6 separate regions of the Mus musculus genome follow, and regions 1, 2, 3, 5 and 6 are each linked to region 4. A link is a contact called in public HiChIP or PLAC-seq and promoter capture Hi-C data. All regions are on one chromosome and are shown on one strand. The core of a region is the stretch at or near the end of the contact, and the rest is flanking DNA. Distances in the headings are between cores, read along the strand shown.

The links. Promoter capture Hi-C pulls out the DNA fragments that hold promoters and counts their contacts. HiChIP or PLAC-seq counts read pairs in DNA pulled down with a chosen protein or histone mark.
Region 1: a contact with region 4 is called in a promoter capture Hi-C map of cranial neural crest. The contact joins the promoter of Myef2 here to the promoter of Cep152 in region 4. A contact is called at or near these places in 2 of 39 promoter capture datasets (cranial neural crest and maxillary cranial neural crest) and 1 of 484 Hi-C or Micro-C datasets (liver).
Region 2: a CTCF HiChIP or PLAC-seq map of the NIH/3T3 cell line shows a contact between it and region 4, with 9 read pairs. The contact joins the promoter of Dut here to the promoter of Cep152 in region 4. A contact is called at or near these places in 8 of 39 promoter capture datasets (3T3-L1-derived adipocytes, the HPC-7 cell line, cranial neural crest and 5 more), 1 of 15 datasets of contacts at CTCF or cohesin (the NIH/3T3 cell line), 6 of 484 Hi-C or Micro-C datasets (CD4 T cells, Th1 cells, embryonic stem cells and 3 more), 21 of 115 datasets of contacts at active chromatin or transcription factors (the 230-238 cell line, the SCID.adh cell line, astrocytes and 15 more) and 2 of 9 other capture datasets (embryonic stem cells and pancreatic islet).
Region 3: a promoter capture Hi-C map of the 3T3-L1 cell line shows a contact between it and region 4, with 6 times the contacts expected there. The contact joins the enhancer-like site here to the promoter of Cep152 in region 4. A contact is called at or near these places in 5 of 39 promoter capture datasets (the 3T3-L1 cell line, cranial neural crest, frontonasal cranial neural crest and 1 more), 1 of 15 datasets of contacts at CTCF or cohesin (the NIH/3T3 cell line) and 1 of 484 Hi-C or Micro-C datasets (embryonic fibroblasts).
Region 5: a promoter capture Hi-C map of the 3T3-L1 cell line shows a contact between it and region 4, with 4 times the contacts expected there. The contact joins the enhancer-like site here to the promoter of Cep152 in region 4. A contact is called at or near these places in 3 of 39 promoter capture datasets (the 3T3-L1 cell line, cranial neural crest and hippocampal neurons), 2 of 484 Hi-C or Micro-C datasets (the 3T3-L1 cell line and nephron progenitors) and 1 of 115 datasets of contacts at active chromatin or transcription factors (embryonic limb bud).
Region 6: a promoter capture Hi-C map of cranial neural crest shows a contact between it and region 4. The contact joins the enhancer-like site here to the promoter of Cep152 in region 4. A contact is called at or near these places in 12 of 39 promoter capture datasets (the 3T3-L1 cell line, 3T3-L1-derived adipocytes, the C10 cell line and 9 more), 5 of 484 Hi-C or Micro-C datasets (the C2C12 cell line, the F1.1 cell line, cumulus cells and 2 more) and 11 of 115 datasets of contacts at active chromatin or transcription factors (bone marrow-derived macrophages, craniofacial prominence, embryonic forebrain and 8 more).

The regions. Positions count from the first base shown.
Region 1 is chr2:125,121,752-125,125,640 of GRCm38.p6, forward strand. Myef2 (myelin basic protein expression factor 2, repressor) reads right to left here and starts at 1,909. Exons shown (of 16, transcript NM_010852.2): 1 at 1,634-1,909. The coding sequence starts at 1,767. It overlaps Gm46759 (a long non-coding RNA gene), which reads left to right and starts at 1,893. Exons shown (of 2, transcript XR_001783448.2): 1 at 1,893-2,343; 2 at 3,038-3,889.
Region 2 is chr2:125,245,952-125,249,686 of GRCm38.p6, forward strand. Dut (deoxyuridine triphosphatase) reads left to right here and starts at 1,564. Exons shown (of 6, transcript NM_023595.6): 1 at 1,564-1,945; 2 at 3,215-3,306. The coding sequence starts at 1,797.
Region 3 is chr2:125,316,341-125,320,092 of GRCm38.p6, forward strand. It overlaps Fbn1 (fibrillin 1), which reads right to left. Exons shown (of 66, transcript NM_007993.2): 54 at 2,657-2,776; 55 at 1,072-1,194; 56 at 627-758. Among named protein-coding and RNA genes, the nearest start is that of Dut, 71 kb to the left of the region's middle. Within about 2 kb of position 2,236, at least 21 of the 459 cell types and tissues checked have an H3K27ac peak or open chromatin away from gene starts, as enhancers often do. A contact at or near this core is called in embryonic fibroblasts, where this site is marked.
Region 4 is chr2:125,622,837-125,626,884 of GRCm38.p6, forward strand. It overlaps Cep152 (centrosomal protein 152), which reads right to left and starts at 2,277. Exons shown (of 28, transcript NM_001081091.1): 1 at 2,040-2,277.
Region 5 is chr2:125,354,140-125,357,883 of GRCm38.p6, forward strand. The region is part of intron 32 of Fbn1 (fibrillin 1); the gene reads right to left. Among named protein-coding and RNA genes, the nearest start is that of Dut, 110 kb to the left of the region's middle. Within about 2 kb of position 1,717, at least 60 of the 459 cell types and tissues checked have an H3K27ac peak or open chromatin away from gene starts, as enhancers often do.
Region 6 is chr2:125,273,636-125,277,392 of GRCm38.p6, forward strand. No RefSeq gene overlaps it. Among named protein-coding and RNA genes, the nearest start is that of Dut, 28 kb to the left of the region's middle. Within about 2 kb of position 2,121, at least 26 of the 459 cell types and tissues checked have an H3K27ac peak or open chromatin away from gene starts, as enhancers often do. A contact at or near this core is called in the C2C12 cell line and craniofacial prominence, where this site is marked.

The sequences.
Region 1 (3,889 bases), core at 659-3,158, 500 kb before region 4:
CACACACACTTCACTCTCTGCCTTACTTATAATACCTAAAACAACGCGTGTATCATGTATGCTTACTTTCCATATAGATACAATGTGGGTATTTCCAATTCACCATTAACTCCATGAATACAGAATCCAAAGACACAGAGGGTGACTATATTGTTACAGTCACTCCACTTTTTTTTTCTATTTTTAATAGCAAATCTCTGAAAAAGCCCAAGATCTGACAGGCATAAGAGATAGGCTTTCCTTGCTTTCTGATTTCTCGGTGGTTGATGCATGCACACTCTCCATCCATGAGCAAACTGCACTGACTTTCAAGCCCTGCAAATCTGATACCTGCAAAATTCTGTTCTGCTCACACGATGCTTCCTGTTCAAAAGTCACCAGGTGGGTAGGGAGACGAATGTCCATATTTAAGGTATTCCTAGCCAATTCAAAGGTAACACAACAGGCTCTGTCTAATGGAACGCTCTTAAAGTGCCTCTCCACATATATCATATATCATTTCAAAAATGAATATAGGCATCAGGAAAACAGCAAACACTGAACTTCTAAAGCTCAGGATAGGCCCCAGGGAACTGGGGTAATTCCTCTTAAATACGTTGTCAGTGGTTAAGAAAAAATATACAATGATGTCACCCTAAGAGCGAGACTGTCATAGAGAAGCTGAGGAGCACTACCCCATCTAGTTTGCAACCAATTCAATTCAGCCGGTTTCAACAGACTGGTCCAAATCACTGCCTCAAGTATTTCCACACAAAAGCCAGAAAGACATTTTCCCTTTTCTGACTTCATGTCAGAAAGCATGTGTTCACTGCTTTCTACCGTGGCAGGATGGAGAGGTGGAGGGTGTTTTAACAAATTACTGGCATTATTTTCAACTTCAGTTTTTACAGAATAAGCCATAGGAAAATAAATGTTTGCCTTCACATAGCCCCACGTGACAAGGACAGCCGAGCACAATCTGCCCCTATCCTACTGCCTTACAACTTAAGATCTTATGGATTAACGTCGACTAAATTCTCTACAGACACAGATGACAGATCCAACCTTCAGCCCTCGGGTTTTCTTCTACAAAAAAAGCACTGCATTCGGTGGAGGGGGGGTGTCATTTTGTGGCCTAGCGCCTGCCTGGAGACTGCACGAGGCCCTGGGTTGCGTTCCCAGTTTTGCCAAATTCAGATTTATATTTCAGTAATTTAATTATATCGTAAGTGAATTATAGTAAAATGAAGGCCACTACACACTGAGTTTGTGTTTTTAAAAAAATGAATAAATAAACCAGCCTGCACGGCCCACAACCATCACCGGGTGGGTGGAGGAGACCAAGTCCTCCTTTTTCGAAAGCCAATCAAGAGGAACACAATGGGTTCGGTGAGCTCTAACACTTTGGAAGCCACCACCGCACACGCGGCCCTCACCGGGGCTCGGAACCGGGCCGGGAGGGGAAAGGACCGATGATGTCATCCCTGGGTCCTCCCCGAGGATGAGGCTAGCCTCGGGCCTTTTAAAGGGGACCGTTTTTCCGCGCGCCCGAGGCCGGGGCCGCCAGCACCGCACCTGCTCCCGCCCCGGGGCCGCCCGCGCCTCCCGCCCTGCCCGGCCGCCCTCCCGCCCGGCCGCCCGGGGGAGACAATACATTTTAACGCCGTTGGCGCTGCTGCGCGGCGGTTTCTCGGGCTCGCCGGGGTGCGTGTCTCGCCGCGGCTCAGCCGGTTGCTGCTGCGAGCCGTCGTCACCCGCGGCCGCCTCGGACTTGTCGGCATCGGCCATCCCGCCGCGGGCTCCGCCTCGGCCGCGATGAGGGCTCCGAGCGCTACAATGGCGGCGGCCGGAGAAGCGGTAACGGATCGCGATTTGAAAAGGCCCCGAGCGCTCGGCGGCCGGGATCTCGCGAGAGCGGACGAGGCCCCGCGACTTGGGGAGTGAGTGGGGGCGGGGCTCCGGCGCGGCCACCTGCGGAGGGAGCGCGGGCTGCCTGGGGGGGCAGAGATGGGGGTCCTCGGGGACGGGGCCTTTGGATGAGAGGACTATGGCAGCTCCATCTCTGCGGGTGGATGCTCTACGAACCCGCCAGCGAGCACCGGTAGCTGAGGACAAGTTGACCACTTTCTTTGAGGGCTGAAGATTTTTGTAGACCTTAGCAATCAGCTAAGAGGTCGAAGTTTTTACATTCTCGGGGCAGCTATCGATTTGGACAGTCCATCATTTTCTTAAGAAAACCTGTACAAGGGGGCTGGAGGAGTTCAGCAGTTAGGATGACTTGCTGCTCTTGCCAAGGACCTGGGTTCGGTTCCCAGCACCCACATACAGGAGCTCCAACGACCTCTTCTGACTCCATAGGCGCTGGTATGTCTGTGGTGCACAGATATACATGCAGGCAAACCACACGCACACATGGAAAAAACAAATTGTTTTAAAAGAAGTCTTATACAAGACTAGCTACAAATGCATATTTTGGTTTGGATTATAGATTTTACCCCTAAATACTAAAGATTCATAAACCTGAGTGTCATGATTACACTTCACACTAAAATGGCCTTTTTCAGTTGAAAAAAAAAGCTAAGACCTCCTCAAATGTTTCCTTCTTTAAAAAAAAAGTGAACAGCATAAGGCAGACACAGTTTATTAGAGATGAGAGTCATCTACAAAATTCTGAGTTTGGCGTTCTACCCACATAGTGTCCTAAACACAACAGATACTTTTGTGTTTCTGTACTGTCACCCCTGGGGCCTAATGGTTGCAGTTAGCAGACAGGTGCTGGAATCTGGCAGAGAAAATTAGGCTTTCTCCTCGGCTGAGGCATTTCAGTTCTCCACTTCTCTTCAGGTAAAGACAGCAGTTCCTTCCCTGCAAGGTAGAGATTTAAAGAAAACACTTCATCTAGGGCCAAGTGCTACAGTATCGCAGTCTATCTCTTAAGGCTCCCATGGGGTTTCAATCAAGGAGAAACCAGATTAACCCACCCCACCCCACCTCAACCCTAGATTTCAAAGTATTCACTATTCCATGTATTCTTTTGTTACCATTGAATTTCTCCAAGGAACTCCATCTGACAGTCCTGGACTAGTAGATTCCTGCAAAAACCTTTTTCACATTTCAACACTTTTCAAGAGTTCATCGTGACCAAACCATAATAGAAGGTTCGGAAGGGACACTAGAGCTCTGCTGGAGGAGGACTTTGGGAAACAGCACTATTCAAGAGCTGTAATCGAGCTAAAAGCACAATTTAATTAAACACACACATGAGACTTACCCATACTCCAGAGTATGCCAATTTAAATATCCCATTAAAAGAGCTATTCTTAATGACTGAGCTTTGGGGGGCAGTGTCTTGGAATTTCCAACCCCAATAAGCCTATCTTAAAAAAAAAAAAAAAAACCACGTAATCCAGTTATTATAAGTATAAGATATAAGCCTAGATTGGGCAGATCTAACACTATACTAACATTCCCCAGCTATAAGACCCCTTGCTACTTGTGGTTTCTCCTGGCCACGTGGTTCTGCTCCAACATGGCTATTGTCCTCACTGTCTTCCTTCCTCCTCTCGTCCTCCCTCTTCCCTACTTGTGCCCATTCTCAGAGATCTCCCGTTCTTCCTATCCCACCACTGCCCAAAAAACGGGCTCTCGCCTTTATTGACCAGTTAAAATGGGAAGGTTCGCAGGACTTCACCTGCTGCGACTGCTCTAGGGGGCAACCCCTCTGGAGGAAGCAGAATTAACATCAGAATACAAACAGCACCAGGACAACCCACAACCAAGCAGGATTTAAACTGTGAGCCTAAGATAAATGGCTCTCTGCCTACCCTTTAGCCCCAATCTTGTGAATTCATAAAGAGCTAAGGGTTATCATAACTGAGGATCACTGAGGGGCTCCTAGAAGAGATGAACC
Region 2 (3,735 bases), core at 314-2,813, 380 kb before region 4:
GTCAAAGCATATACACATTTATATGCAAAACTGAAGAGAATATATGTTTATCTATCTGTTCCCGTGGACATGATTGTTTGTGTGTATAAGGTGCCCTCCAAAGCCAGAGGACATAGTTGGGTCTCCTGGAGCTTGAGTCACAGGCAGTTGTGAATCACCAATGTGGGTGTTGCTAACCAAACTGGGTCTGATACAGGAACACTGAGTGCTCTTAACAGCTGAACCATCTCTCCAGGCCCAACAATAATCTTGTTTTAAAGGATTAAGCACCAATATTAAGATTTCTGAGAAGAAATAATGCACAGGAGCCCTCCTTACTAAACAATGCGATCACCATCTGTCTTAGTGTTCTACTGCTGTGAAGAGACACCATGACCAAGGCAACTCTATAAAGACAGCATTTAACTGGGGGCTTTCTTACCGTTTCAGAGGGTTAGTCCATTATCATGGTGTGGAGCAGGCGGGCATGGTGCTGAAGCAGTAGAAGGGAGAGGGAGAGTGGGGAGGGAGAAGGGGAGGGGGAGAAGAGAAAAGGGAGGGGGGAAGGGAAGAGGGGGGGGCAGGCGCACCTGTGAGGGCTTTTGAAACTCACGGTTAGACTCCAAGAATACAAAGGCTGGATCAATTTCCCTCATGGACTTTGAATCTAACCAACAAGTAGACATTAGGCAAGAAAATACATGCATGTGCAGACTGTAATAAGAAGAAATGTAAATAAAAACATTCTGAGAGTAAAGAGCCTGGCCACCACAGGTCTAACCCTAAACCCACCTAAAGGTGGAAGGAACAAGGAGAAGATAACCTCGCACTGGCAATGACCTGCAAGACACACAGACACATCGTGGGACTGCACAATAACAGATGCTTTAAAAGAGCTTCAAGAAGTGTAGTGTATTGCACACCCATCAGGGGAACCAATCGCCCCAATATGTATAGTCGGTATTTCTATAAAAGTGCCTTGGGCCTTCTATTTATCTTGAAAATCGAAGTGCACCACAACTTGAGTTCCACGTGTTTATGGTATAGTCCAGATAAAACCGGAGACTCCAGAAAGATCTTTAATTATCCTCTCTGGAAAAAAAAAGTTTGACTCCCAACTACCGGCGAGGGGGTGGGGGTGGGGGTGGGGGTGGGGGTGGGGGTGGGGGTTGGCTCCTTGTTGCTTTGGCTGAGGTCAAGGAATTTTAAAATGCCCTGCAGGTCCGGTGGTGGAAGGCAAAAGATCTGTTCAGGTCAGGGCGAGGAAAAGCACGTAGGAGGGCCGCTAGGCGGAGCGCGGGGCGGGGCAGCGGCCTCAGGGCCTGCAGGGCCTCCAGCGCCATGCCTCTCCTAAGCGTGCTGCTGCGCGCCCGCCTGCAGGCCGCTCTGCTCCGCGGGCGTGCGCTCGGGTCGGCGCGGAGCCGGAGCTGCCGAGGAAGCCGAGGAGCTCCGGCCGGGAGCGCGCGCGCTGGTGAGGGGGTGGGGGGCAGGGGCGGGAGCGCGCACGGGGTGGGGAGGATTAGGGCAGTTCGAGAGAGCGCGCTAGTGGGGGAGTTGGAGCGGGAGCGCGCTTGGAGGGAGCCCTGGTCTGAGCAGGTAACGGTGAGCCAGGGCCTGGCCTGCAGCGCGGGGACGAGTCCATTGCGGACCCCGAGGAGGGGAGCCTGGCGAGGTCGGTGCCTCCTCTAGGCCGCGCTCGAGCCCTTTGCGGAAGGCCGCGTCCCCTGTCCTGCGCGGTGGGCTCGTCCAGGCGGGAGATTTTCGGCGGGTAGGCTCTCGCACGCTCATTGCTTTCTGCTTTTTCCACGCCCGCCGCCATGCCCTGCTCGGAAGATGCCGCGGCCGTCTCTGCCTCCAAGAGGGCTCGAGCGGAGGATGGCGCTTCTCTGCGCTTCGTGCGGCTCTCGGAGCACGCCACGGCGCCCACCCGCGGGTCCGCGCGCGCTGCCGGCTACGACCTATTCAGGTGAGAGCCGTGGCCCGACGGCAGGAATGCAAACACCGAGCCCGGGTGCAGTCGTGGCTCCGCAGAGACCTGAGTTCACCTTGAGCAAATTCAGTAGGGGTTTGGGCGAGCGGAAAGTAAAGGGTTATAACATTTCCAAAGCGTTACTGTGCAGCGTGCGCTCCACCCTTTCCAAGTGGAAGGTCCGGATGTGCAAGGCTTATTCTTGACCGAAGTGTGACTGTCTGCAGTGTGCACGTTAAAGTCTAGGAAAAGGATCTATGGAAGCTGTGTACTTCTCTTATCCCGTCCAAGGACTGGGAACTTAAGGAGCTCCATCCAGGGCTAGCTTATGAGGTGGCTCAGTGTAAAGTCACCAAGCCTAATGACCTGAATGTATGCATCTAACATGCCCTGTCTTGGGAGAAATTAGATACTATGGCCATTTTCTACATAAGCGGGTGTTTGCTGTGTATTGGGAATGGCTGATGTTACAGAGTGAAAATTCCGTGTGACTGAACGTACTCTTCTACCACATGCCAGACTTCCAGCGCTGCTCATTGTAAAGTCTGAAGTTTCGTTGGATCAGGAAGGGAGCTGCAGTAATAAGAGACTACAGTAGTATTTGGTAGATGGACTTTCTAAAATCGCTTGTGATCAGAGTCCACCCCCAAGAGCTGCTCTGGGAGACCAGCTCTCTTCGGCCACTGAAGTTCACAGCCATAGCGTGGAAGGCAGGGGGAATGCAGTGCATCTCTGCCTCTCACCTGTGTTTTTTTAACATTTTCTTCGGGAGGTTCATTCTCATCAAGAGAAGCGTTACAAAAGTAAAGTATAGGTTTATATGCGTTCGCAGGCTCGAAGTGTGCCTAGCGGAGTGAGGCCCATTGAGTGTTAGATGTTTGCTCTTTGGTTGGCTTTTCATATTCTTTCTATGAATTAAGTCTGCCTTCCTGCTCCTCATGCTAATTTGCCAGCCTTCACTTTCAGAGACAAAAACCACAGAACACATAGCAGAGACAATGTTGGCATCTCCCTGTTCCCCACTCCCACATTCAGGGTTTTGTCTTCTTGCTCTGCCTAGGTGCTAGGATTAAGGGCCTGAAGCCATCTTTCTAAAGCTAAAAGAAAGTGCCTACTACCTTGTAAGTAAACCTTTTTAGGTGAGTTAGGAATCTGCCATAAGGTTGTTTATAGGATCTGTTTATATGAAGTAATGGCACGCATTTTATATGCATTAGCGTAAGAAGGAATGTTAAAAACACTTTAAAATACTGATTTGCCTTTCAGTGCCTATGATTATACAATATCACCCATGGAGAAAGCCATCGTGAAGACAGACATTCAGATAGCTGTCCCTTCTGGGTGCTATGGAAGAGTAGGTAAGTAGCTAAAGAAGCCGGTAACTACTTCTCATACCGGTCCTTTATGATAGCGTCTGTCATCTTAGTGTCCTTAGTGTCGTGTGGCCACAGTGAAGAGATAATGCTTAGCCCATTTTAAAAACAAAACAAAACATGGATTCACGTGTCTGCTTTTCCTTTTTTTTGACTTTGTATTTCAAGTATGTTCTCGAGCTAATAGGATGATCACATTGACCCAGTTGTTGGCTCTCATAACTTCACAGAAAAGCGCAAAGTTTAGGTGTTCTTTAGTTGGAGCTTTTCCAGTCTACAAATGAGGTCACATTCTTTTTAAATAACTATTTGCATAAGAAGATGGGGCCATAGAGTGATGGGTTTTTGGCATTTTATATTATAGGGGAGAAGCTGCCAGATTGTCTCAACCTACTGAACCTTGGCTTGTCTGCC
Region 3 (3,752 bases), core at 986-3,485, 310 kb before region 4:
CAACACCCAGAGCCACATGAAGACTAGTTAAAAACCCCACTGTTCAGCCGAACTTGATGGGCCAGGCCAGAAACCCCAGCTGCCCGGGAGGCTATGGGGCATGAGGTGTTTTAATAAAACTTTATTCACAAAAGAAGTGGCAGGCTAGAGGGTTGGATTTGATTGGAAGCTGAAGCTTGCCATTCCCTGGCCTAGGGTTGTGGTTCTCAACATTTGATACACATTTGGATCACCTGGGGACATTCAAAAAAGCAGCACTTGGACCTACCTCAAGGAAAGCGGGGGTTTCTTGAAGTTAGAGCCCTGGCTTAAAAATAGCCCTAGCACAGGACGTTAGTAAGACAACGGAGTCCATAGAGTGGTGAGGGAAGTCAGTGTGAAGATCTACCTCCTGGACGGCTACATGAACAACGGGCAAGGGCCAAAGGTGGGTGACCCTGGCAGCAATACAGGCCAAGAGAATAGGGACAGGCCAGCCCAGAGGAGAGAACAGTAAGGCCTCTCCACAGTGAGTTGTGACATTTGATTAAGAGGAAGGAGCACGTCACCAACCTGACTCAGAGCTCAGGTCACTTCTGCCCTCGGCTATTTCAATGCTGAGCGGTCTGTACCAGAGACAGTCTTACCTATGCAGCCCTCTCCATCGGGTCTGCGCTGGTACCCAGGGCCGCAGATGCACATGTAGGTACCAATGAGGTTCTTACACTCCATTTGCTTCTCAGTACAGTCGTGTTTTCCCTCTGCACACTCATCCTCATCTGGAAAGATGTGTAATCACAACTTTAAAACAAGCTCCACTGCAGGCTTGTCCTTTAAACTATCATCTCCGTCATCTTAGCGTTGAGCTTATTTCCTTTTGTATGTATGGGGAATTGATATATTAAACGTGGAAGGGAATCTTCTAACCGCCTTTGGACTTGGTGAGAAAACTGCTTTCCAATAAACCGATGACCTTATCAGAAACAAAGATGCTATGGGAGCCCTTCCTGGACTTCTTTGCTTTATGATTCATACTTGCTTGTTGAAGCATTTATAATTCTGAGGACTAAATGGACTAAAATGGGCCCTCACCTTTACACATCCTCCTGTCTTCTCGGAGAACGTATCCAACAGGGCATTTGCATTCATAGGACCCGTAGGTATTTACACAGCGGAAGGCGCAGAGCAGAGGATTCTGGGCACATTCATTTATATCTGTAGTAAGAGAACGTAAAAGAATGAGCCAACAGCACCAAGAATGTCAAAAAGAGAGAAATGTGCTTTTACTAAAAGTCAAAAGCCTTCCTTATCATAGGCATGGGAGGGATCCAGAAAATTATAAAAATGAGTTGATTATTTTATAGCTGGTATAAATATGGTGGATGTATGCTCCGGATCTCCCAGTACATCTCTCAAGCTTGCTGTCCTGGTGTAATTATGGATTTACGTGAATGAGGAACAACAGGTCCACTTTGCATAGTTGGAAGACTCAGGTTGACCAGTTGCCGTTTCCTTTGTACATGAACTATAGATCATCTTTGCTTCCTTTAACTAAAGAAGTTGTGGTCAAAAAGAAGCCAAGCTCTCTAATACTCTTAGTAACCTCTCCTTCCCCAAACAAAGAGGTTCCTATGAGACAACAGGGATTCTGGGCTCAAACAGAGTGTTCTGGTCATTTTATACTTAGAGAAACTCAGTTTACACAGATGCCCTCTACTGGGAAAAATGACTTTTCTAGAGTGCATGGTTTAGAAATGTCAGGACATGTTTTCAAAAGCGAGAGGGTGAAACCAAACCTCTTCGATGATCATGCTGTCCCCCAAGAACAACAATGTGTATGAAGGACAGGACTGAGCATCCAGGCCAGCTTTGAACCACAGCCTTAAAAGGCTCACAACACTCTGAAGGTACCAACAGTCCATATCTCTGATGAAGGGATCCCTTTAATACCACTTTCCCTTCCCCTCCCCCATTCTTTTCCTACACCAGGGAACCCTATCATGAAGAGCTTGTGGATCATCTGGACAGCTGCTGGGCTCTGCTTTTAGAGTTTGTGATTTAGTGGTCGAAGATGAGGCCAGAAAGCTTGCATCCCAGGGGAATATGAGGCAAATAGTCGAGGGACCAACCACTCTTTGGCACTCCCTAGTTTTTCTTTCTTTTCCATACTTCCTTCCAGGCAGTCACACTGACAAATACTTTTCAGATGCCTCTATGGGTTAGGCAACCTCTCCTTTGGGATTGCCTCCAGATGACCACAGGATGTCAGTGGTTATCTAGCTCTGTGAGCAGATGTTTCTAAGAGGAGAGCAGGAGAATACAAAAGAGGTGGGGGAGGGGAGAAGAGCCTTGGAAACAAAAACAACAAAGGAAATAGAGAGTAATAAGACAGGAGGTAGTAAATGAGGAGTTGTATTGAGATGTAAGCAGAAAGACACACTAGTGAGCATTCCGTTATATACAATATAACTTCTGCCACAAGTCACCTCTATTGTTTTCTTTATATTTCCTGACCATATGAGGTCACAGAGAAGAATGATGCAACAGCCTGCCATGCTCAGATGTTCTTAACTCTCCATGCCCTGAAAGGTATTTGATCTTAAGAACTACAATCAAACAGCTGCTCCCATGGTCAGTATAGGCAACTGTCTCTTCTGTATCCGAGACCCTTACTTACCTTCACAAGTCATCATTGGGCCAGGCTCGAACCCCTCCTCACAGGTACATTCAAAACCTCCAATCACATTCTTGCAGGTCCCATTTCCACAAGGATTGCCCACAGAGCATTCATCGGTATCTGCCAGTGATCCAAAGTGGAGATAAAATGAGTGCAGATAAAATGGAGCTAAGGCTCTGATATCACTTTTCATTCTGTCTGAGTTCTTGGATCTGTGTTGTCTTGCTCAGTTATCCTGTTCTTGCAAGGAGGGAAACCTGCTGACCACTGGTTTCTAGCTGGAGTTTGCACTTGCTCAAAGGCAGAGACAGTGAGAGAGATGGATGTCTAGCCCTTACACCGCCCAAGTGGCTTTCTGCAGACTGTCCTGGGAGTAGATGTCCTAATAGCTAAAATAAGGCTCCTATATGCAGCCAGGGGTTTCTGCTGGCTCAAAGACAAAGTCTCCAGTTGGTCCCACTTCACATCACTACACAAAAAGGCTTACATATGATGGAGTTTTGCCAGATATAAAATAGAAAATTACCTAAGATTAAATAGAATATACTGGATAAAAAAACCCAACATTCAAGTAGATTTTGTTGATTCTGTTAAAACCAGGTGGTTTACATTAGGCAGAAAAAGAAAAGACTAGGGAAAAAAGAGAGAGAGAGAGAGAGAGAGAGAGAGAGAGAGAGAGAGAGAGAGAGAAAACATGTTTAGGTCATGGTCTTTCTAAACAACTGTGGAGAGAGAAAATATTTTACCAAAAAAAAAAATCCCTAAAAAGTATAGATGCCTCCTAACCCATCCATCTGGATCGTCCACTGTTCTTGTTTCCGGCCTCGGCCTTAGGGAGAATATTTTCCCTTGGGAAAGAAAGAACTCTAATTTTAGAGATAACGTTGCTATTTTAGATATCTGAAGCCGAGGAACACAGCAGGCTCTCCTCAACGGTCACTCTTTCTAGGAGAGGAGAATCCTTTTGCACATACACAGCCGCAAACTGAAGATTCCAAAACACTAACATCGATAAAATTTGTTCCTGTTAGGTTACTAAATCTCACATTTAGTCCAGAATACTGCGTCTTCTCTGATTTAATAAAAACAATGGTAT
Region 4 (4,048 bases), core at 1,027-3,526:
CTTTTAAAACAGTAAAAAAACAGCATAAGTGTGGGAAACCTTACAACTCCCGGATAAGGACTCCGCCCTCCTCTAGATGCCTGCTCCATCCTAAGTCCATTCTGGCCACTTCCATCAATCAAATAGTATATATCACAGAACACATTTACAAAGTCAAGAGATGAAATTACAAAACTGTAAAACTACTTACAAATCACTTAATAAAAAGTATCAGTAAACATTTTTTTCTAAGAAAATGACAACTTAAGATGAGAAAATAGCATAAAAATCCATTTTAGAAAGAAATATAAATGTTCATTGAATATTATTACAGTCTGAGTTCATCAGGCTCAGGAGATCGCTCAGTGCAAGTGGCCATGCAAGTGTGCAGACCTGAGTTCAAATCTTCAGAAACCACATTAAGGCCAGACAGAGAGCCCAGGCATCTGTAAGGAACACTTCTACGGGACGGGGAGGCACAGGTGAGAGGCTGTCTGGAACGTCCTGGGCAACGCCAGCTAGCATGGCCTAAACACTGAACAGCCACAGATACCAGTCTCTAACAGGGTGGAGCCATACAAATATCCACTCGCGCGCGCGCGCGCGCGCACACACACACACACACAGAGGTTAAGTCCATGAAGAATTCAGGAAGTGTACTCTAAGTAGCACCGTGCTACCTTCAACTACTACATTGAAAATGGCCACAACTCTATGTTTTTTTGTGGCTTTAATAAATAAATTGCTGGTGAGATGTGTGCTGACAGATCATCATGAAAACAATCGATAGCAATGTGCATTTGCCATAGTAAAACTGTATCTTGGTGAATATGGCAAAATTATGCCATTAGTAGGAACAGTGGCCTACTCCTATGCTTGACCAGAGAGCTGACCACTTAAAACATAAACCAAGGGATCAACGTGGGCAGTGTGCTCCCTAAAATACAGCTCCCTGGTTAATAGTCTCACTCTAGCCGGGAAACTTTTCCTAACCCCACTACAAGAATACAAGAAGCACAGCTGTCTTCTCTTACACCTCTGACCCAGCTTGTCAATACTTGTCTGACAATACTTGTCAGCACTGTCCCTGGTAGTTTTTGGTCACCCCCTTCCACCCCCTCACATAGAGGGAAAAATATTTACTTGTTTTGTGAGCAAACTTTAGTGTATATTTTCCTTTCCAAAAATATTTATCATCATCATCATCATTATGAGTGAATATATCCATTGGGTCACAGGCCTTAGGATTCCCCTGGAGCCGGAGTCACACGTAGTTGTGACCTATACAATTTGGGTGCAAGAAATGAACTCACAGCCTCTTGCAAGAGCATTGACAATCTCTTAACTGCTGAAACTATTATCTACTCCCACCGGAGTAGATAGGGTCTTTAGGCAGATCTCTTTTTATTTGTTTACATTCCAAATTGTTTGTTTGTTTGTTTGTTTGCATCCCAAAGGATGTAATATGGCTGTAAGCAATTAAGAACTGAAGATCCTCAGCTCTGGCAGCTGTGCAATCGTAACTGCTTCCGTTTCTTTAGTAATGAAACGGTGAAAACATCATAGGTGTGGGAAACCTTACAACTCCCGGATAAGGACTCCGCCCTCCTCTAGATGCCTGCTCCATCCAAAGTGCATTCTGGCCACTTCCAGAGCGCATGGCTTATATCCTTTGCTTGTGGCTTCAAACTTCAGCCTTTATTTACATGCAAACAATCAAGAATTGTGAAGCTACGAAGTGAAATTCAGCTTAAATCACACTGAAAAATGCATGACTACAAGATGGACTAAATGTAATTGCCCTGGGAGTTAGAAAACTGCACGCACTAGCTTACACACTAACTTCTCTTACAGGGTGGAAACAGCCAGAACGCAACAGTCTATTTTAGACACTTTCCAAATCCTGTTCCTACTACAAAGAGTACGGAGGGAGGGGGCAATGACAATCTCTTGAGCTCGGTAGTACCGATAGCAGCATGGAAAACCAAGGTGAGCAGAAGACAGTAACCCCAAAATACAGGAAGCCCCCTCGACTGGGTGTACTCACGCAGCGCCCTTACCAAAGAACTGGGCCCGGGGTCCAAGAACCACGGGCGCGCACAGGTCTGCCGATGGGACGCCCAGGCTGAAGATCGAGAAGGGAGCCAGCAAGCACAGCCCCGGTGTAGGAGACTCGAACGCGGGTCCCGATCCCGCAGCCGCCAGCCTGGCCGGGAGACCGCAGTCACCTCCCGCAACCCGCAACCCGCTGCCCTGACTTCCAGCCGCGAGCACCTTCCCGGTTACACCCTAGCCCGCGAACCCCGCCACTCGACGAGCAGCCGCCTCCTCCAATCGCCGCCGCTGCTCGATGGGCCTGACGGCTGGGCGGAGCTATGGGGCGGAAAACCCGCCTCCCACAAGGTCGGTTGAGAAGTCGCCCGCAGTTGCAAGAGCGCGGCTGTTCGAAGAGGGCGCCAGTGGCGGCGGGAAGCTTCCCGGAGCCTCCATTGGGGAAATAGTGAGCCAATCACAAAAGCCTCCTAGAGGACTACGGTTGCTTAGATACGGCGGACTGTTTGCCCTCCCAGAGGTTAGCTAGGACATTCCTTTTTTTCCCCTTACACGTCTAAGTTTCATCCAATGGCCCTTTTTGCTCTCTGAAGTGCCACTGCCAGCCCTGGTCGTTGTTAAATTTGGCATCATCTTCAGACTTGGCTGGTTAAGATTTGTGTTTCTTTACTGATAAAACTGGAGGAGCTCCCAGGTGCCTCCTCCCTAAAACTCGAATTTCCGCGAATGTTCTTAGATGTTAGCCTGTCGTTAAATCCCATTATATCATCGAACTTGGAGATCGCAAACACAATGGATAAATATCACTTTGGCTGTTCAATTTTAATGTGTGTCTCTTGATTGGCTTGTTGAGGGTGGCTGGACCTGGCATGTTCGAGACCTGAGTTCTGGAACAGTTGCTGTCTCTGGCTTCTTTGGTAAGAAGGGCTCTAGTGCATGCCAAGAACTTGGTGACTTGGATGCCCACATCTTTTTAAATCTTTCCCCTGTGTACCGTGTGGAGTAAGATACTTGTCCAAGGCTCTTCCAAATCTGGCTGTTTGCTAAGTCTGCCACCTGCATCCTATCCTTGTACGGCTGACATTGACCCTCAGCTAGGGGTCTGATACAGAATAAGAGCTTGAGTGAGAGAAACAGAACCAAGTCACAAGGCTGCACTACCAATAGTTCTGGGATGGCTCCTGTTTCCCCTCCTCCCACCCCATCTCCTGGGCTGCTTTTCGAGTCAATTGCCCCACCTCTCACCCACTCAGCCCTCGAAACACATGACGTCACTCAGTGGAACTGGATCTCCCTACCACTGTACACAGGGTGCATACCGACCCCAAGAGAAGATGGATTTCTCTTCTACTACGATCTGTTACCGTGTGTCTGCTTCACTGGTAGAACAATATGAACGTCTTGGGGGTATTCACTTGAGCATTTGTCTTCATGTTTCATGGCCCATGCTAGGCACTCAAAACAACTGTGTTAACTCATTAGTGAATAAATGAAGGAATGGGCAAATGAAGATGTTGGTCAAGAAAAGACTAATGAAAGGCCTTCGGGGAAATGGCACTTGTCGAAGGTGATCCAAGTATCGGCTAATGAGAAAGATATGTCCAGTGCCCCATGCTGAGGTCTACGATGCAATAGTGCATGAGAATGGCAGGGGACATAGGGGGATAACTTGCTCTGTGTTGAGATAGTGTACTTTTCCTTCCAGGATGTCTGTCCCTAGTGTACTTAGTCTGGATCCGCCACGAAGTTCCGCAGGGCCCACCTGCCTTTGTGAGTCCTGAGCCCAGCAGGTGTTAACTTTTCCTCTTGCTTCCCAGCTGTTGCTTTTGGATGCTGGCCCAAGTCAGTTTTCTCTGGGACTTTGAGCTTTTTCACTCTTTCTCTAAAGCTCCCCCTCCCCCATCCTGCTGCTGGTCCACCGTGTGGTTGACCTGTGAACCAGCCAAACTCAAAGAGCATGGCTCTTTCTCCTCTTCTGGGCAGCCCCATGATTTACAGCTTGCCTACCCTGAACCTT
Region 5 (3,744 bases), core at 467-2,966, 270 kb before region 4:
GCAATATAATCCTCTCCAGTCTTCTCTTTATTAGCATATATTCACTGTATAAAATGGATCTGGTTATAGTTTCATACATGTATATCATGTCCTTGGACCATATTCAACCCCTAATTATCTCCTTTTTTTCTCCTTTGTCTAGTTGTCTAGTGGTCAAAGATACCACTATTTTCATATGCCTTTACCTTTTCCCTTAATCTTGCATTTAAGATGAGTACTTCTTTTGATAGAGGAATCTCCTTTAGTCACTATTACTAAGATTTAATATAAAATTAAAATCCAAGAAAATATTTTAAATTTTGCCCTGTTTTCAAGGTGAAAGAAATTCTAGTTGCAAGAGGGTGTGTGTTGTGAGCTTTGGGAGACCTGAGAACAGTGATTCAAGGGTCATAGTCAAGTCTCACGTTGTCAATACAATGGAGCATATTAGCTAGCTTCTGTTTTCAGTGAGTAAGACGCAGGTGAGAAAGAGAGCGGGTGATACAGTGCAAACACATTTCGGAGTTAACAGCGTCAGCGTGAGTATGGATGCACGTATGCGTGTGCACGCACACACACACACACACACACACACACACACACACACACACACACACAGACTCAGGCATACAACTCTTGCTAATTAACTGTTTCCATGGCAGACTTGGGCACGTGGAGGGGAAACTGAGCCATAAGGAAAACAAGCAAACAAAAGCACAGCACTGAAACGCTCTTCAATAGCATGAGGGAAACAGCACAGGTCTGCCAAGAACGTCTCTTTCTGTACAAATGTTCCCTTTTCTCCACAAGTTTGCTCCAGACAGAAAATTCATTTTTCAGAATAAGTGGAAGCCAAGCAAAGCAAAGAAATTCAAATTCAGGCTGACACTGCAACCTTCTTAACCCCACAGGTCCTCTGTCACAAAGGCTCACACAGGTCCTCTGGACATGGCCCCCCTGAAGGGTCAGGGTGAGCGGCAAGCAGACTCCGTGGCAGGACTTCGCCTACGCGCACAAATCTGCCACACAGGTCCGAGATGCATATTGAACTTCTGTAGCCTCCACAGCCACCATACAGAGAGAGAGCTTGCCACCTACAAACGCCTGTCTTTCTGCCCCTAGATAGCATCCGCCCCATGGATCCTGAGCCCGTGTGCTGGCACATAAGCAATCTCTAGAATTAGGGGCTGAGGAAGAGGGCATGACAGCTTAAATGCAAGTGCTACTTGGATTTCTTAATTTAGGTCAAAATTTGAGCCAAGACTATTAACCGAAGAGAACACCCATGGAGTTTCCACAGGCTGACAGCCAGAGCAGGAAAATTAGTGGTGATAAGAAAAGCAGGAGGAACTGCCCGGCTGCGGCATGGAATAGTAGGACTCTGAGACCAGCCAGAAACAGTTCTCATGTGAAAGGAAATCTTGCTTTTTTCAACAATTCTGATTTTTATCCACTGGTTATGTGATCATGTGATGCCAGGTAGGTTCTAAAAATTAGCTTGTGAAAGTGAAGACCCACTTGGGTGGCACCCGGCAATGACTTTATCTTCTTCCCATTACAGTTACTTAGAATGAGCAGCAGAGGTCACAGGAAAGCTGTGACCCCACCCACTTAAGCCAAAGACAGAGGATCCGCGTCCTAGGTTCCAAGCAAACACACATTCTCTCTCCATTAAATCAGACATTCCCTTCAGCAGTATCCACAGTTTGGACAAAGCTTAACAAGAAAAAAAAAATGAAATGCTTAGCATCTGTGTGGGCTGGGAATGCGAGTCAGTGGGTGGATTCTTAACGCTGCTGATGTGATTGGGAGAAGAAAACATGTTTATTTGTTAAAATGGAAACAATCAGTAATGACAAGGGAGCTGAAATATTTAGACAGAGCTGTAATAGAGCCCAGAGGGTGATTTTAGTTCTCATGAAACAAAGTCCCTCCTTAGGAAACAGCATATGTGTTCTTAATAATTGCTTCCCAGGGTACTCATTTAAAAATCTATCCAAATAAGCAGGGTGTGCATGTATGTGGTGTGTGTGCATGCGGGTGTGTACATGTATGTGTGTGTGTGTATGTGGTATGTATATGCATGTGTAAGTGTGTGCGTACATGTGTGAGCATGTGTGTGTATGTGGTGTGTGTGCATGTATGTGATGTGTGTGTGAGCATGTGTGAGTGTGTGTGCGTGTGAGTGTATGAGTGTGTGTGTGAGAGTGTGTGTGCTATGACACAGTTGCGACATTTCTTTTTGCTGTTACTTGTAGTGTGTCTTGCTTATCCACTTAGGCAAGATAAGTATCTCAGTTTACACTAGTTGTCTGGGACATTATAAACACTCCTCCTTAACGGGACCATCACCAAGGTGACCTGACGGTGCTCGAAGCTATGAGTAATACTGACTTGAAACCAGTCTGAAAGAGACCTAGTTACATGAAATAAAAAGACATTTTGGCTGATTTTTAAAAATGTGTTTTCAAGTGTGTGAGGCTTGCCAGTTCCTGTCTGTGTAAGTCATTTCCGGTCCAGTGTGATACCTTTGGCTGCTACTAACAGGGTTATTCCCAGGGGATCTTTTCTTCTCACCCTAATGCAGCCCCTCCTCCCATAGGTTACTGCAGAGTTCTTTGCCCAAGGGGGTTGTCTGGTTAAAGTCAGATGACTCTGATTTGTTTATGATCACAGACCAGTGGGAGAACCCAGAACACAATCGAGGAGTCTTCTCTTCCAGACATGAATATCATAAACTATTCTACTGTGATATTGCTCACAAAATGTGGGGCATCTTCCTACAGTGCTGGCTGGATATTGTCAAACTGAAAAGTAATTTTAAACTGCAGTTGAAAAAAATAGGAAGGTATTGGCCCTTCTGAAAACAAAACAAAACAAAACAAAAACAAAACAAAACAAAACAAAACAAAACAGAGTTTCTCTGGGTATACTTCTGTTCATTGGGCTTACTAATAGGTGACTTCTGTGCTGTCACATTGGCACTGACTCAGCCAGCCCACAATGAGTATGTCCTGTCCCCCCAGTCTTTGCATCTCTGCAGATTCAATTATAAAAAATTTCCCTTTAAAGATGGATTTCCACGCATGTGTGGCAAACAGTTATATTGAGGTCTCAGTAGACTTCACGTTGCCTCTAGGCATGTTATCTGAAATAGCAGTAAGCTCCTGTACATCATATCTATCATATCTACCTGTAATGACACAACAATAGCATAGACATAACCTGTCGTCATGGTGAAAGACCTAAAATAACCAGCTGCATGTTCACCAGTTAAATGGACTTTGGAAAGTGGAGCTCTACAGACTCTGCCTCCAGCCAATGAAGACTCTCCCAGAGACTCTGTCTCTTCATGATCATCACAGCCCTCTGAACTTCAGTGAGCTTTGTTGTTTTGTTTTATTTTATTCATTACAATGCAGCAGAGTTAGTCTACCCTCCTCTTCACGAGGCCAGACCACCATCCCTTAGCAAGCCTTATACTGACACTGGAAGCTGATGATAAGTGTTGAACCTGAGAGTCATTTGTACCTCAGCATCTATGTGGATGAGCTCCTGTTTACCAGAAGGGACCCCTAGCCAGGATTTCTGTGAGAAGCAACAAGGGAGCATAAAAGAATTTCAGTATTATGCCTCATTCAATGGCTTGGACATCCTGTCATTTTTGAATCACCAATAACATTACTGCCATGTATTAGTAAGTTTGATAATTAACACAGTCACTTTATAACTCATAAATATATTTTGATGCTTTCTTGAAATACA
Region 6 (3,757 bases), core at 871-3,370, 350 kb before region 4:
TACTTCCCTAAGTGCTGGCTGTGTGGGCCTGATGGCTGTTTCTTAAGTGACTGGCAATGACACCCCCCCACCCCACCCCATTTAACGTTTTAAAAAGCTAGTCACTGGCTGTCACTTGTCAGCATCCTTGCCAGTCCTGTGGAACACTGTCTAGAAAAAGCATAATTTGGGGTTTCTGCTTCTTCCTGGGTATGCCCTTTCTGGCTAAGGTGTAATTGAAGAGAAAGTATAACAGGGTTCCCAGCTTCAAACATAGCACAGCCCTAGATTTGACAGCGAATATAAATATGGAGATACTGAATCTAAATAAGAAATTTCCAAAATTAAAACGAAATACAGCTAATATGTCAGGAACAGACATACAACCCTGCAATATATAGTTTTTTTCTCAGATTTTTTTAAATAAAAATTTAGACACTTAAGTAATCTTTCACTTTCCGTTGGAAATTTCCCTTATGTGAAAGCCATTTGCAACTAATTATGAAGTGACATCATCCAAGACTTTACAATCTTACCTCTGGAAACTCCCATGATAGGATATCACTAGGTTTTTCCCTCTGGCTCATTTAAGAAGAGCTGGCCACATGTCTAAATGGCACTTCCTGAAAGCAAGGCAGCTTACCTGTCCATGAAGTTTGCTGAGTAATTGGCTTCTAACGTGTCACCAACACATAGCCACACATAGGTGCAATCATGCTGGTTCTGGGGCTTCCAGGAGGTATTGGCGAGGAAGATGCCTGGCACTTATGCATCCTGGGGCAAACCCAACAGTTGACACACGCACCATTGTCTGAAATTGTCTGTTCTTAGGCTTGACATGCGTGTTCCAGACCATTCCAGAATTCTCATACATGCACGTGGGGTTTGAGTAGTAACATGATAAGCTGTTCTGAGTTCTACCTCATTCTTCCAGCAGTTCATTCACTCTACATCCCAACCTGACTCTTTCCTCCTCCTCTTCAGCCTCCTGCTCAGTCTTGCTCAGGAGGAAACTCATGTTCTCCAGCTTCTCTAGCACAACGTTAGGAGTAGTATTTAGGGCTCTCTCAGGAGGCACTCCTAAACACCCAGGTCCTCACTTTGAGGATCTGGAAGAACAGCTTTCAAGGCTCAAAGTGACATTGTGTTTTCAAATGGATAATGAAGACACACAGCTCTGCAGTCTCCATATTCCTACCTCTCTGTGTGCTCACCGCATTCCTCAATGCTTTCTCTGAGGACATGTGACCCACTGTCCACTGGAGACATTTTCTTTTCTTTTTTTAAAGATTTATTTTATTTTAATTATGTTTGTGTATTTGCGACTCTTGTGGGTATGCCCATATAAGTCCAGTTGCCTGAGAGGTCCAGAGATGTTCCATTCCCTGGTACTGGAGTTGCAGGTGGTTGTGGCCCATTCGGTGTGGGTACTGGGAACCAAACTTGGGTAAGTTCACACTCTTAACTCTCAGCCCTGAGAATTTAGTTCTTTTTATTTATTTATTTATTTATTTATTTATTTATTTATTTATTTAATGTGTATGTATGAGTGTTTTGCTTGTATCTGTGTGCCTGGAGCCCTTGGAGAACAGAAGGGATACAGATCCCCTGGTACTGGCGCTACACAGGTGTTGGGTCCTCTGGAAGAGCAACAACTGCTCCCAACTGCTGAGCCCAGAATTTGGTTCTTATCAAAAGCACAAAATCTTATCACTTGCTATGCTCATTTTCAATAAATCCTAAATATTATCATTACTTTCTTTGTAACTGCAATGATTTTCTTAAGAAGTAAACTTCTGACATCTGAACCATTAGGAGTAGAGAGTTATTGTGCTACTTTCAAATTAATAATTTAAGTTACCCAAGAGGAGAGTTTTCAAACCAGCCAGGAGACAAACATCAGATGGAGAAAGGAGTTGTTTATTGTTATCAGCAAATTTTGTCATTTTTTTTAACTGTCTGAAAAAAGCGGATCAGTTTCATGTCACTATTGAGAAATAGGGCCCACCAATGCTAGCTAGCATTGTAGTCTGTTTTTCCCATAAAGAGTGTTTTGTGAAAGACACACCCAAACCGTACAAGAGCAGAGCTTGGGAACCTCGCTCTGTTCCAGAAACCAGAGTTCCCACATAACTGCATAATGCGATGCTATCAGGTTTCCAGCTCCCCACAATGCCTGGTGCAGCAGCGAGTTCATCACTGCCACAGGGAGGTGTAAGTACCAGGAGAGATGACCCAGACAGAGTGTTTGGAGTACTGGGGATTACTGTGAAGAAGCCAGGGCAGCCTAGCCCTGCATCTCAGCTTTCAGCCCCAGGCCAAGTTTATCCAGGATTAAGCAGGCAGCCATTTTCTCCTCCTCGCTGTGCTAACATTGTGGGTTGGTGTTTCTGTGAAGGTCCAGGAAGCAGAGCATTTATTCTGCTGATCTTGTTTTCCTGCTATGAAACACCATATTTCCAACAGCAGTTCTTCTGATTGTCCCTTTGCAGAACAAAAGAAATTCTCATTGATTTTTGAAGATGAGTTCATGATGGTAAAGATAAGGATGGTAGCTCATAGGTAAATGCCATCATGGCTGTACTAGGTTTTAACCTGTGTTCACTCTTTCCTAAGTCATTATCCAGTCCCAGATCCTGACCTGAAGTGAGACAAGCTTACCAGTGGAGTGGATGGAGTTTATTGAATCCTTCCCTCCGCATTCATTCTCATTTCCCATTTGCACAGCACACATCCCATGCTGAAGGCCTGGTTGCTTCAGCTTTCCTCTGTCACAGCCTGGGTGGGCCACCTCCTGTGACCTGATGACCAAATCCCCATGACTTCTAATCCCATGTCTTAAGAATGATCATCACCCTGGCTTCTAGATCCTATGTCTCTGTTTACCTTGCTAGTGGCAAATCCTTTGGCTAAAAGTTATCCAGATGTCCCGAAGAGCTAAGCACTGCCAGAGGTTAAACAGTCTTGTAGAATGACTTCCAAAGATTTCCCCCCAAGTAACAGAACGCTTTCTTCTTCAAATTAAATCCCATGCAGATGCCTGATATCTAAAACAGATGAATGTGGCATGGCAGACAATGTCCACAAGGTTCTCCTACTAACCCTGAGGAATCGTTACAAACTCGAAAGGCTCCTCTTACCATGGCTTAGAAGCCATTATCAGACAGGATGGCAGAGGGAACCAAAAGCCATGTGCATCGCCTCAGCAGCTCTTCATTCAAGAATTGCAACTTCTCTTCAATGACCTGCCCCTGAACTCAAGCTTCCTGGAGCTCCCTCAGAACAGAGGATGAGGGTGGCCTAGAGTGTCACTGGCTCCCCACTCCATTGCTCAATTTGTCCTTGTTAGTTCTCCCCAACATCCTGGGAGCCTCTGGTCAAACGAATTAGGGTCCTCGCCACTCCTTCCTCTATCCATCTGTGTGAGGGACTTATGAATGTCTATAGCCTTGATTTGTTTTTGGCTTGCTGAAGATTATATATATCTTCACAAGGTATATACATATACATGAAAATAAGCTAGCTATATAAAAGTATTAAACTATTATGTGTACTTTGAAATACTTTTAGTGATATGCTTAAGTTGTAACAGTGAATTTTTATTGAATTGCAATCACCACTAAAAACCTAGTTGGCTCTAGAGACACACACAAAGATACAACACTGAAGAAAAACATGTTTTCAGCATCCCTTAGTGCCATGACTACAGTTTATCAGTGATCTAAGTACTATCAGAAACTTTTTTCTAACTTTTAAAAATTAATTTTTTTTACTAATT